2 separate regions of the Triticum aestivum genome follow, and region 2 is linked to region 1. A link is a contact called in public HiCAR-type data. All regions are on one chromosome and are shown on one strand. The core of a region is the stretch at or near the end of the contact, and the rest is flanking DNA. Distances in the headings are between cores, read along the strand shown.

Region 1 (4,337 bases), core at 1,803-4,302:
TGCGAACGCTCGTAAATGATTGGCAGAAGAATGAAAAAATACTCCAAATTTCTGCCGGTATACATACACTGCAGTAGTACTTTGGTATGGGTTTGCTGATGAATTTTCTGCTCTAATAGATGAATTATCAGCTACTTTCCGTCTGGGTTTATTTGACCCCGTTTTATTTGGGTCAAAGCTTGGTCATAAATTTAACTAGTAAAATATAAACTACATGACCTAAAAATAATGTTGTGCAAAACTTGTTTTGAATACAAATCCAATAGTGTATCTTTTGTGATATATACCTCATATTTTGTTGTTGTCATAGATAGTCAAATTTTGATATTATATAGTTAGAAATTCTCATGTATGTTTGCATGTTGTCGTGAGCCTTTTCCTGCACATGTTGCATGCTTGTATGTTGAGAGAATTGGATTAATGCAGCTATCTATTTAGATATTTAAGATACATATGTTGCAGAGTATTCTGTCTGAGTGTGTAAACAGGGGTTCATATTTTTACTTTTTTCTTGGAAATTGAGGCACATCAACTGATAGAGGACTATTTATGATCGTAACTCTATAGCCGACACATGAAACATAAGGACCCCCCTAACTAGCATGCGAGTCCAGGCTAATACATGCTTCTTTTTTGAAAGGGTACAGTAAGTAGCACATATACAACCACACCGCAGCAGTTTTGTGGTTTTCTAAAGCACATTACATACGCAAATGCTCGTATATACACGCATACACTCATTGATATGGACGCACACGTGCACACCCGACCCTCATCATAGGCACGTCGTAGTCGACGGAAACATCTTCTCCCATTGAACGCGCATTGCCAGGACTTGAACCTTGGTAGGCTGGGGTTACCACTATCCTCCAAACCATCCAACCATAAGTTGGTTAGCAACAGTTTTGTGGGTTGTAATCTCAAAAGAGAAATGTATATTTTGCACTAGCGAAGTTTATCGTTTCTACGCCTAGGCGCAACAACAATGTTATGAAAAAATATACGGTGAAAACCAAGTAAAATCCATGCTTGAAATGTTTAAAAGACACTTTAAAACATTGTGTCACATGCTTCGGATGTTTTACAAATATGTAAGGTTTCAAATTCAAATTTAATTTCACTTAGGAGCTAAAAAATCATCATCAAACCCAACAATTTTACATGTTTCACATTTGAGGGTTGCTGAATTTTGTTTTTTCATAACTCAAACACGAACTCGCGAAGTTGAATTTGAAACTGAAATCTTCTTTTAGGGGATTTGAAACTGAAATCTAACAGGGCTTTAGAACGTCTCATCTCCAATAACTTCATTTTTAGATTTTTTGAAACACGACTATCACTTGGTTTTCACCGGATACTTTCTCCGATGTTTTGCCGTACTCTAGGGGGAACTATACTCTTTTTACATTTCAGATATTATTAACACGTGATGGACAAGACTTCAACCCAACAAGATAAGGTCGTATTTTCTCGCAAAAAAAAAAACAAAACAAGATAAGGTCGTCTTGCCTCTCCCATTGGCTGGCTCCAGTTAGGCGTCTTTTACTATCAGCACTGCTAGTAGTATATCCAGTGAGCATGGCCCACGTCGTTTTCATTGTTGTTGAGAACGCAAAAGGGATCAGAGGTGCCTGCTTACCTAGGCACAAACTTTTTCTGAAAATGACCTACTTAGGTACAATCACCAAGAAAGAAATATCGGCCGAGCATCCCTTGAGGGCAGGGCAATACGGCATGACACCTTTGGGAGAAAGGAATATTTCCTGCAATTGCGGAGTAAAAATGTAAATGTAAACACCTGATCCAACTATCTTAATTTCTCTAATCTCTATGTATTTTAAACATAATTAATCACATACACGAATAATGTGCACGACACTAAATCTATATAATCGCACGCACACACTATATCGCTAGGAATGCACACACTATATCGCTAGGAATGCACGTGCGCGTGCAAATTTATGAACGCACAGACGTATACCTTATCCATATGCACACACACACATGCAAACTCGATTTCTATGAACACCTTCAAAAGACTTAAGTCAACACGTCATAGTACTGAAAATAAAAGACAGCGTAGAAAAGTCTGAAACAAATCCAAAAAAATATGCAAACACCTGTGTCAAGTCTAACACTTCAAACCTGATGGGTTGATTTTACCATAAGAAATCTGACCCTAAGCTATGCTTAGTTCGGCATATGTAGAAAGAAGCGTCGTCACCTAGTAAATCTAAGTATAAGTATATGGTACTAAACTACTCCGCATGTTCCTAAATATAAGTCCTTTAGATATTCCATACAAACTACATGCAAAGCAAAACGAGTGAATGTACACTCTAAAACATGTCTATATACATCCGTATGTAATCCTAAGAAAATCTCTAAAAAGACTTATATTCAAAAACGGAGGGAGTCCAAATTACTCGTCTCAGAAATGGATGTATCTAGAACTAAAATACATCTAGATACATCCATACCCGCGACAAGTAATTTGGAACGGAGGGAGTAATACTTAACGTCTTATATTATGGGACGAAGAGGTGTGATTTTATACAACAATAGCGATTTTTAAAGTTTTATTAGTGAATTTTTATATTCATTTCTATGACGAGTAATTCAAAACGGAGAAAGTATCTTAATCCTCATGGTTAAAAACAACGATTAGCCCTTAATATACTTTTGAAACCAACGAAGCTTTGTGGAGCAAACGAAATCAACGCAGCCCGATTGACTTGATTAACGTGTCAACATTACCGCGCCACCATTGATAAGTACTTTCGCCGAAACAAAACAAATTAGGTTAACACGAGCAGATAAGCATCAAGCCAGCAGCCAGAAATGCATGGAGACAAAAACAATTTACTACTTCTACTGACGACCAAGAGAAAACTCCGGGTGCACGTATGACAATTTACTACACTTCCGGCAGCTCGCCAGTTTAGCCGCACTCTCGCTGACCGCCGGGCCCACCGAATCCGCCCCCCAATCACCGATCCCCTGTTCCGCTAAGCCCACCCGGGCACGCCCACGCCCGCCCCCACGTACGTGCACGCGCCCACAAAGACCACCCGACCACCACCACCTCCCCCCTCCCTCCGGTCGCCTCCGGCCTTGCCTCGCCCCCTCGCCCCTGCCCCCGCCGCCTGCCCCGGCAGCCCGTCCCTGGCCCCCATGGCGGCCGCGGAGGTGTACTCGCCGACCGCGGCGGCGGCGGCGCAGCACCAGCAGCGCGGGAAGGCGGCGACGCAGGCGTGGCAGGCGGTCGTCGGCTGGATCGGCTTCCTCCTCCAGGTCCTGCTCCAGATCCTCCGCGGCACGCCCTCCTGCGCCCAGCTCCTCTCCTTCGTCGGCTTCCGCTACCCGCTCCTCTCCTCCGCCTCGGCCGCCCCCGACCAGCCGTCGCCGGAGGTGGCCTTCATGCCGCTCCGCTCCGAGATCCCGGCCGACGCCGCCCCCGTCCCGGCGCCCCCGTCTGAGCCCCTCCAGCGCCTCACGGTACGGGAAGATTCGGTTTTTCATTGGGTTCCTTGGAGCTATTTGCTGTTCCGGTCAGGGAGCAATAGATACTTTGGAAGGGGATGGATTCCATTTCGATAGGAAGTGGATGCAGGAGGAGTGTCTCCATCCAATTGCCGTCCATTTCTGTCTTCGGGCTGGTGAATTTGGGATTAGGCGGAGGGGTTGGTTTGAGCTAATTGGGTGTTCTTCCTGGTTAATTCAGTTAGCTTTGATTGATAGTGTGTTTTATTTGCTGCTGAATTAGTATATTTGCTATAAAGCAGGCCATTTCGGGTTGTTGGGTGGTAAAAAATCGTCTTCTCTGATTACGAGCACCTAGAGTCACTTGTGTTGCAAATCCAAAACAAAAGCTTAGTTGATGTTAGTAGCCACTTCAATCCCAAAACAAGGGCTTATTGATTTATTAGCCAACAACTGCGTTAATCTCATCTCTAGACAAGGGCTGGTTTAGAGAATTTACAGGATCCCGGTGTTGCTACCTTTACTGGATCAAATACCCCCTCCGTCCAGAAATACTTGTCCTAGAAATGAATGTATTTAGACTTATTTTAGTTATAGATACATCCATTTTATCCATTTCTAGGACAAGTATTTCCGGACGGAGGGAGTACTTAATTAGGCAATATATTGTTTCTGGTCACTGATCTTGTACTAGTCAATTTGCGAGAGACCATTTCTGGGAAACTTCTTGTCGCTGCTGTTGAGAAGATATCTGAGCCTGCCCCTCAATACTGGCAGCGTGATTGGATATGAATTATGATATTACGCATTTGGTCATGATAGATGAATCGGCATGTGTGCTGTTTTACTGG
Region 2 (4,269 bases), core at 598-3,097, 290 kb before region 1:
TCGTTACCGTAGCAGGCGCAGGGCATGAGGTACCTCTGCACCGGCCTCGACAAGCACTAATACTATTCAGACACTTCTTGAAGGACACACCGATGCCTACTCAATAGCCACTTGAAGCAGAAAATGATAGTGTAAACTACAAAAATCATATTCACCGTTTTTCACATTCTTTTTTTGTTTGATTTGATCATCACAACATTTTATTCAGTTATCTCTATTGAAAATGTATGTATCTTAGATAATAGGGGAAACTGACATTTGTACTACTGCAGCTAAAAGAGCTCCTTGTATATGATATAGTGATTATTTGAGAAGTATAATTTCCAGATTTACTCACTGCATAGAAAGAAAATACTCCATCCGTCCCATAATGTAAGACGTTTTTCAAGCTTGTTTAACTTGCAAAAACGTCTTACATTGTGGGACGGAGGGAGTAACTGGCATTTTGCATATACAAATTCTTGGATCAGAAAAATGGTGTTTCTCACCATGTAATCCAACTTACTAACTGAGGTGCTACTTGCATGGACTTACCTGGAGCCTTGACTGCAAACCTTAATGTTGTGCTCCAATTCGGAATTCGCAGCGAGTTGGCTGCATACAAGAACTGATGGTGATAATAAACATAACAATGCTCCATCACATGAATTCATCTTGTCAGCCAGCTTATGGAATCAGTGATGACAAACTGAAATATATTTATCTGTGGATAATCAAAACAGAACCCATAATTTAGATATCAAGAGAGCAAAAACCCACACAGAAAGCTAGAATTAAGCCATTGACAAATACTAGGTGGCTCAAAATTGCAACCATGGCTCACTCCATTACCAGGACACAAAAACTATAGCAGGATCAACTTACACACATCAAGCTCTCGGGTCGTCTTCCACTATGAACAAAGGAACAAAATTCAGCAGCGGTGTGTCATATCAATATCATATCATATCATAGAGAGAAGGGATCGGCAGGAGGAGGATCGTCCGTCGAGGGCTGCAGCGCGCCGATCCTGATCAGGTAGTTCCTCCTTCTGGACGCGCCGACATCATCGCCCGGGCTCGTCCGCAGGTCGTCGTCGTCGTCGTCCGAGCCGCCGCACGCGGAGAGGCCGGCGGGGTCCTCGTCCTCCTCGTCGACCTCGTAGGCGGCGCCGATGCGGCCGCCGCACTTGCCGCAGAGCAGGCGCGACCTCCGCCGGAAGAGGCGCCAGGTCCAGGGGCGGAGGCGGGGCGCGCAGGTGACCTCGTCGGCCTGCGTGAAGCGCGTCTCGTCGACGGCGACGAAGGCCACGATGCCCTTCTTCCTGATCTGCTTGCCGTACTTGGAGCCGATGTTGGCCGTGTTCCGCGCCGCCGAGCTCAGGTTCAGCGCGTAGCCGCAGTACCCGCAGCTGCCGCCGGCGAACCAGGAGGAACCGGAGGGGTCAATGAACCCGTCGCCGGCGGAGAAATGGAAGCGTCGACGGAAGTGGAAGTGGAAGCGGAAGGTACCTGTAGGTGACGTCCTGGATGGAGGAGTAGCAGCTGTCGATGGAGTTGGACCTCACCATATGGACGAACGACGGTCGGCGGCGGCGGCGCTGGAGCTCTTGGCCGGAGTCGGGGAGCGTTTCGCTTTGCGCGTGGCCGGCCGGAGTGGGGGAGGGATCGTGGAGCGAGTGGGGACTAAAAAGAGCGGTTGCTTGCTGGTGGCGAGCTGATCGGGCCGAGCCGACGGACGGGGAGTACTAGTAGTACTAGCAGCACTTTGTCGTCCGGCGCCCCCCGTCGCGCCACCTCGCGCCGTGCGCCTAATATAAAGTCCTCGCTAATTAATCGGGGGCGCCGGGTAATCGGCATGGGTGCTTTGCTCTGCTCTGCTGACCATTGCGGGCGCGCCAACTATCGCCGGACGGACGGGCGGACGTGGATGCCGACGGGGCCTGCACCCACCGTCGGAGTGGACGCGCCGGAGCGCGCCATGTGTCGCGCGCCGGGAGGGCCCGGGCCCGGCGGCGGCCCCGCATTCACGCCGGCCTCCGTGCCCATGTGCACGGCGCGGCCGGCTGCCGCTCGCTCGCTGGGGCATGGCCGGCGCGGCACGGTATTATGATGCTTGTCAGCAGCAACAGCGACTCAAATAAGGGTACGCCCAGGGAGCGGCTGACGCGTACTACGTAATAAGTACGTATACAAATGGCTTGCAGTACGTAGCAGTACATTATTGCGAGTACATACATACATACATACATACATACATACACACTGGAAGTTCATCACGCAGAGGGACAGACGTGGCACGAACAGCGTCCGCGAGGCACACGCTGCGCTGGGCTTTATGCGCCCAGGTCGCGACGTGCGGCGCCTCACTCACTCCTCGATCACAAAGGTCACGCCGTCCTGCTTCTTGAAGTAGTACGTGGTGCGATCCACGTCCTGCAGATTCCACAAGTATGGTCAGATCAGATGATAAAAGTTACACTTTTTCTTTTGTGAGGATGCGTATAATTGGTACACCCTCTGTTCCTGAATACCCTTAACACAAGGAAAATCTTGATGGAGTACATCAGACTTTCAGCTCTACTTACAGACTATTTAATCTAGGACAGAACAGGGCAGGACGGAACGGGTTGGTTTCCAACTTCAGTAGATGAGTGATGCACTTCTACAATACTTCTATCAGGCTTTCGACTCACTACCAAGGTAAGGTAGGCTGGTAGTTTTCCAACTGCAGCTTACAAAAGTTTACTTAAGATAAGAAAGGATGAATGCACCACTGTGCATAGCAGTAGCACATGGACAGCGTACAAAATTGCAAACTCGTCATGAACCGTCTGACAAACTCTATGAAACTGAAATTTAGGTAACGCGGTAGTGCAAAGTGTGAAAATACACAAATGTCCGTATATCATAACTAAACTGCCTCATGAAACTTGTGAAAATGGAGGCGGCAACCTCAGTATTGTCAGCAGAAACATAGAAGGTCCTTCAAACGAAACCGTTATGTTAGTATTGTGGTTTCCCTCACATTTCCGAATTAAGGTCGCTGCTATTAAGTCCAGTTTTATAACTAGTAAACAAGGACACTGCAACTGCAAAGCTGGACAAAACTACCTCGGATTTGTTAGAAGCCAGATAGAACAACTGTTTTCCAGACAAACTAAATGCAGTAATGAACTTATAATAGTGCAATGGCATGGCAGTATGGCACTCACATTGCTGTTGCTCAGCTCCAGGTTAAAGTAACACATTTTTATAATTTCATAATTTCACATCCTAAAGAGACGAGATACGAAACTTGACTTGATGTGTATAACAAACTTCTGGTAAGGGAGATGTAATCAACTACGTGGCCGAATTCTTTTTGATACAACATACTGGGCTTCTTGATCTAAACTCTAAAGGATACCCGAGCCCGTGACCTCATGGTCACAAGGCAACAGCTCTACCGCTGCGCCAAGGCTCCCCTTCGTGCACAACATTTCTTCCATTAAAAAATTCTGGATGGAGTACATCGGGCTTTCAACTTTACTTTAGACTATTCAATCTAGGATAGGTTGGTTTCCAACTCCAGCGGATGAATGATGCACTTCTATATAAGATAATAATGCAGCAGCAATAGTTTTTATAGGCTTCCGACTCTACAACCAATAGCAGTACAAGGAAGGCTTGCGGTTTTCCAACTCCAGATCACAAAAGTTTACTTAAGACAGGATGAATGCCACTGTAGATAGCACATGGACTTGTAAGTGCAATAGCCTAATAGGTACTACCATAAAATTGCAAACTCATCATGAACTGTCTGACAAACTTTCTGAAATTCAGAATTAGGTAACATGTCAAAAAGTGTAAAAAATGCACAAATGTTCATATATCATAAGTTCATAACTAAGGCCCTGTTCGGATCCTCTCCGCTCCACAACTGCAGCTCCCTGAGCGGAGGGAGCGCCAGCACAATTGCTGTGAGCGACCGAAACTGAGCTCCTCGCGAGGAGCGGAGTTACGAGACTGGAGAGGTTCCGAACAGGCAGTAAATTGCCTCATGAAACTTCTGAAAATGGAGGCAGCAACTTCAGTATTGTCTACAGTAGCATAAAAGCTACTTCAAAAGAAAATCTTATCTTAGTATTGTGGTTTCGCTCAAGTCTCCTAATTAAGGTCGGTGCTATTAAGTTCAGTTTTATAACTAACAACGACACTGCAACTGCAAAGCTAGACAAAACTACCTCAGATTTTATTAGAAGCCAGATGGAACGGTTGTTGTCCAGACGAACTAAATGCAGTAAAGAAC

Evidence for each region. HiCAR-type assays count read pairs that join an accessible place to other places.
Region 2: a contact with region 1 is called in a HiCAR-type map of leaf, with 6 times the contacts expected there. The contact joins the promoter of LOC123062499 here to the promoter of LOC123062495 in region 1. A contact is called at or near these places in 2 of 5 Hi-C or Micro-C datasets (both in leaf) and 1 of 1 datasets of contacts at active chromatin or transcription factors (leaf).

Annotation. Positions count from the first base shown.
Region 1 is chr3A:600,433,829-600,438,165 of IWGSC CS RefSeq v2.1, reverse strand. LOC123062495 (CTD small phosphatase-like protein) reads left to right here and starts at 3,052. Exons shown (of 6, transcript XM_044486033.1): 1 at 3,052-3,501. The coding sequence starts at 3,178.
Region 2 is chr3A:600,720,023-600,724,291 of IWGSC CS RefSeq v2.1, reverse strand. It overlaps LOC123062499, which reads right to left and starts at 1,847. Exons shown (of 2, transcript XM_044486037.1): 1 at 1,491-1,847; 2 at 679-1,390. The coding sequence starts at 1,549. The coding sequence ends at 949. It overlaps LOC123062497, which reads right to left. Exons shown (of 3, transcript XM_044486035.1): 3 at 2,157-2,414. The coding sequence ends at 2,349. LOC123062498 (serine carboxypeptidase-like 27) reads left to right here. Exons shown (of 9, transcript XM_044486036.1): 9 at 1-332. The coding sequence ends at 107.